Regions from separate parts of the Rattus norvegicus genome. Here region 2 is linked to region 1. Evidence: chromatin contacts called from public Hi-C data. All regions are on one chromosome and are shown on one strand. Each heading gives the region's core, a stretch centred on a gene start, on an enhancer-like site or on the middle of the called end of the contact. The rest is flanking DNA. Distances are from core to core; before and after follow the strand shown.

What was found. Hi-C and Micro-C count contacts between places; a contact is called where the count stands out from the background.
Region 2: a contact with region 1 is called in a Hi-C map of liver, with 3 times the contacts expected there. The contact joins the promoter of Cstf3 here to the promoter of Fbxo3 in region 1.

The regions. Positions count from the first base shown.
Region 1 is chr3:110,870,901-110,873,600 of GRCr8, forward strand. It overlaps Fbxo3 (F-box protein 3), which reads left to right and starts at 1,320. Exons shown (of 11, transcript NM_001109606.1): 1 at 1,320-1,445. The coding sequence starts at 1,342. It overlaps LOC108350426 (a long non-coding RNA gene), which reads right to left and starts at 1,777. Exons shown (of 3, transcript XR_001837188.3): 1 at 1,264-1,777; 2 at 330-454.
Region 2 is chr3:111,419,951-111,422,650 of GRCr8, forward strand. It overlaps Cstf3 (cleavage stimulation factor subunit 3), which reads left to right and starts at 1,341. Exons shown (of 17, transcript NM_001077672.1): 1 at 1,341-1,504. The coding sequence starts at 1,478.

The DNA.
Region 1 (2,700 bases), core at 70-2,569:
TGACATAGCCTAGAATGCTCTCTAGGACTACCTGGGTTTGTCTCTTCCCCAACCAGATGTTATGGGGTGACCCTTCCACATTTCAAAGAGCTGAGCCAGTACTGTGTTCCTGTCAGTACTACCCAGGCTTCAGGGCCAAGATGCATGTCCATGGTAAGATAGGAGCTGTGAATTCATGCCTGAGGGGCTTATTGGATCAGTCAAGTGAATAAGTGACTGGCTTGTGGAGTCTTTTGGATTCCCACACCTCTCAGGACACGGCCCCTGTGGAACCAACAGAAGAGAAGTTACTCCTTGGTCACTGCCCATCATACCTGCTCTACACTCACCTTAATAGCGTCTTTACGAAGCTGATGAATTGCACCTTCCCGTCCTACAGGGGTCTTACTCCGTTCAGTCCCCATGCCTGTGGCACTAAATCAGAGGGGCAGGCTATATCCTGTCCTCCTCTGTCCTGATGTTAGAAATAAATTTGAGGTTGAAAAGGAAAAGACCACCACGCCAACTATTGTGTCTAGATAATACAAACTTATGCTTATCAAGAGGGGTGTGCTCAGAAGGTTAAAAATGAATCAAATTTCTTGTCCTAAACACAAGTGTTATAGTACTTAATGGAAAATAATCACATTTGATTATTTCTTGCACTAAGAAGTTGGAAGAAACTTTCTCGGGGATGAGTAGGTTTAGAAGCCTGGTGACAAGGGCTTGGGCAATTAATATTTGTTGGGTATCTTAGACAAGGAATTTACCCAGAGGTCATTTTTTTTGTTGTTGTTGTTTTAGGATGGTTTTGCTTTGTGGGCTGTGGAAGAATTATAACCTCCCTATCATTTCAAAGTTGGAGTGCCTTCCCCTGTGTCTCTTTCCCATCATTCCTTCCTTACTAAGTGGACAAGGCTCAGAGCAGCAATCTAAAGTGCAGGTGGGAGTGAGAATGGTGAGGGGAGTCTGAGGCTGACAATAGAGATCGTGGATTGGACATGAAGCAATGGGTTTGGGACCCAAAGGCCAGGTAGGGTTGGTTAGTGTGAAATTTAGGGAGAGGCTTTGAGGATGCGAGATATAAAATATGTGGAAGAAGAGTTAGAAGATTCGGAAACAGACTGGCAGGGGTCTGGCTAAGCTTAGGAGAAGAGATTTGAAGGGAAATGCGGATCAGCTGATGACCAGAGACAGCGCAAGACAGCAGCGCTCCCGCAGGGCAGGCCTCGGGGTGGGCGGGGCATCCCGGGGGCGGGGCCGGGTGACAGTTACATAACTAACCTGTGCAAGCAGCCGCGGAGCGGTTCGGGCGGCGGGGGCGGGGCCGGGGTGGTGCCAGGCTGCAGCGGGCTGGGCAAGATGGCTGCCGTAGAGGCCGAGACAGGGTTGCTGACCCTGGAGTCGCTACCCACCGACCCTCTGCTCCTCATCTTATCCTTCGTGGACTACAGGGACCTAATCAAGTAATGGGGCGGTGCTCTCGGCAGGGGTGGGAACGTGGAAGGAGGCAGAGAGAGAGGCCGGGGTCGCTGACTGGACCAGGGCTCCCTCCGCAGCAGGGTGACTGCAGGGCGGCCGTTATCCCGCAGAACACCCCGGAGGGCTGAAGGAGACTCGGAGGTGGGATCTGGGCATCCAGGCCTTACTCCTGCCCAGGTCTAGACCCCCGGGAACTTAACGCCCTCTTCCTCAAGCCTCAGCTAGGCCGATTGCGGAAGAGAGGTGGCTTTCTGGTGCTGCACCCCGCGGACCCTCGCTGGCCCTTTGGGGCCTGGTCTAGCGCTGTGGAAAGGCCACTGTCTCGGCCCACGCGCATCCCTGTCGGGCCTAGGTCCAGGATGACCAGAGCCCTCATGGACAGGTAGAACGCGCGCGAGGAGGCCTTCAACCTTCTGACTCTCTGATGCCATCGTGATCGCGGGCAGCGTGCACTTTGATTTGTGTCTGCGACTTTTTTGGCTGTCAGCTTTCCTTTTTTTATGGTGGGTGGTTGGATTTTGTGTTTTGTCACCGACTTCCGGTGAGGCCTTTACAGGTGACTGCAGTCACCTCAGGGTTTCCCAGATGACAAACGTTTACTCCAAAAATAAACACTAGGAATTCGAGAATTCTTCCAGTAGTCAGGACTGTTTTAAGATGGAGGGACAAATGTCCCTGCTGTGCTCCCCTCTCTTGTCACCCTCACCCTGTGTCAGAATTGTTTACATTCTTGACAGCATGGCCTGGGTTTCTTGTTCTCCGCTGTATATTTGTAGAGGATGCAAAATGGCCCTCTCATGTGGGGAAGACATATTTTTGTTTTTTGATTGATTACTGGATCTTGGGAATTTGATGATTGTGTCCTCTGTTTTAGGGGCCTTTAAGAGGTGCAGATTTCTTGGAGTTACAGGTAGCTGTTGGTTGGGCTAGCTAAGTGGTCGCAGAGGTATTTTCTGGGTTTTCTGTTGTGGCCTCTACTCATACCTGTTAAAACACACTCCCCCTCGCCCCCATTCAGCCTGTACTAACACAGAGAAAGTTTTTCTGTGGGAAAGGCTGGCCAGCTCAAATGTATTTCATCTGAAATATTTTATTGCTATAACTTCTTATTTAGACAGCCTTCTTTCTTTGATTGCTTGCTGCCAGAGTTATCTTCTAAAGACCAATTTAGCTGTCATTCTTCTTAAAAGCCTGTGATAGCTGTGTTTACACACTGGACCTTGAACTTCTGCAGTATTT
Region 2 (2,700 bases), core at 91-2,590, 550 kb after region 1:
GGGTTAGTGGTCTTTCTGCTTGTATCTGTGGCATTAACAGCATCCTCTAGATGTTTTGATGAATACGCACACAGATGCACACATATATACATACATAAGCTATTTTATATTCTGCACTTTTTGGGCTTAATTTCGTGGATATCTTTAGAGTTATATATTTATCTTGTGTATGTCTATGCGTTTGTGAGTGCAGAAGTTTACATGCCATAGTGCATGTGTGGAGGTTAAAGAACAACTTTCTGGAGTCAGTTCTATCCTGTCAACTCATCGAATGCTAGTAGGATCAAACTCAGGCTTTTAGGACATCACAGCAAGCACCTCCATTCTTCGAACCACCCTGACTCATTGTGGATATTTTTATAAGTCAGTTACATCAGCAACAGTTTAAAAAATTGACTCTCCATTGTAAAAGACTTCTGAAATATTCAGACCTCCATTATCAAATGTTGCAGTGACTCCTAATATATGTACATGTGATTCACGCGACTGTTTGCTTAAAAGGTGAAATAGAAAGTTCATAGGCCCTTGTCGTCCTGGAGCCTTACAGGACTCGAACTCACAGAGATCCACCCTGCCTCTGTCCCCAGGGTGCTGTGATTTAAGGCCTAAGCCAAAAGAGAGGGTTTTTTTTTTTTTTTTTTTTTTTTTTAATTAAATCTCAGCTGCTGTTGTTATTCTTATCTTTAGGTAAGGAAACAGAGACAGAGAGAATGCAAATTGCCCAGGTTACTCTAGTGAGGTGAGAAGTCTGGGTACAAAGCAACATTTCGTACTATCCGTACTATCACCGCAATTTTGCAGACAAGAAACCATAGTGAGACGCTAAACTAAAATCCCGGGTCTGGTAGTGAACGGTGACAGCAAAAGTTAATACGAACTAGATTTGTTCCTCTCACCCCCAAGAAAAGAAAGTGTACAGAATGCCTTAGTAGACTCCTTATCCCCTAAACACGAGAGGTATTCACTAGCTCTCAACGCTGTTCCCTAAAATGGTCAGTTTGCCTGTACTGAGCGGATTGGCAGTCAGGCTTCAACGGGGAGGAGCCTGGCTCTGCAACTCAGTAATTAAATTCCAAGAAGCGCGGGAGCTCCCAGGCCAATCGGCTGGATCTTTCCGGCCGTCCTCAGAAATCTGGACAGCGGCGTCATCAGTTCCGGGCCGTGACGTTAGCTCACGCGCTGAGCCCGCCCCCTGGGATCGCTCTGCGCTTGTGCACCTCCAATAATCCGGGAGTTGAGCCTCAGCCCCGCCCATTGTCCCGGAAGTGAATACGGAAGCGACTCACACCCCCTCAGCCGGCTGGGGCGCAGCCATTTTAATTCATATCTGAGTGGGCGGTGGCGATTTTTGCGGCGGCTCTGGCTCCGAGGGACAAGGGGTAGCGTTACTGGTTTTGGTGGGGTTGTTTTTAGTTTAAAATTTTCCTTTCTAGCTTCCCATTGCCGGCCCGTGTGTACGTTGTAATCCTCTGAGGCCATGTCAGGAGACGCAGCCGCGGAGCAGGTGAGGAACGGGAGCGGTGGGGCCTCGTGGCGACTTCTCTCTCTGGCCTGTGGGTGCGAACACTCCAGCCCTGTTCGCGTGAGGAAGGGCCCTGGGGATCTAGTGAATCCCGGGGTCGGAAGCACAGCTCCTGAGGTCTCCCAGATTTTGACTTTTCTGTGGCGTTCACACGAAGTATTTGACTTAGACAATAGCTGAGACGTTGCTTCGCCCTGTTCGTTGCACTTTCTTCGGTCGGGACGGTTTATTTCATACCATTTTAGTGTTCCGGTAGTACCGGATTATTTTAACGTATATCTGCGTTGGCAATATTTCTCTCCTCTGCGCCCCAGTCTGCTGTCCCCAGAAATAAAAACTAAACCAATCTGGAAAATTCGGCCCCCGAGAGAGCGAAGGTTAAAAGTAGCAGTCCAGAAGTAGAGCATGGCTCTTCCGAGCTTTGGTGGAATTTTGCTTTCTTTCTCTCTCGTCAAGGAAAACGTTGTTTTTGCTTTTACGAGCACGCAAACATTGCAGAATTTGGTAAATTGAAAACTGGAAATGTGCTTTAGTCACTGTAGGTACCATCTGTTTGGATGGTAGATATGAATGATATCTAAGTATTTTACAAATTGGATTTTTAGATATGAGATCTCACCCTTTTACTGCTTGTTTGTTTATTTTGGATAGGGTTTTACTGAGTAGCCCTGACTAGGCAGGACCTTCTGACAGGCTTGCTTCCTTGGCCTCTAGTGCTAGGGTTATCTGGGAATACTGGCGTGCATCTTCATGTTGGGTTCTTTTGCTCTTTTATATCCTAAATTTTGTAGGCTAGTGTTTGCTTTTTATTGTAAAAAACAAAAATGACTATGAAAGATGTGTGTTTTGATCTTGATCCTAGTATATTTAGTTCTAAAAGAAAGGTGGTCCTACAAAGTTCTAAATTTCCTATTGCTATAGTAACGGAATACACTTGTATTTTTTTTCCTTTTCTTTTTTCCCCAAATCCCCACCTTATAAAGTAAAAATTATTGGAGGTTGATGGATGAGGTAAAATAGGACTGTATGTTAATGAAGTGTAGGTAAATTAGAACTTAATTACTTTGGGAAGTCTTGGCAGTGCTTTTGTATTTTATCTAATGTTAGGGTGCCCACGAATGCAATGTCTTTGAATTATTTTACTTACTAAAACTGTTTCTTTTACTCTGCTCTTCCAG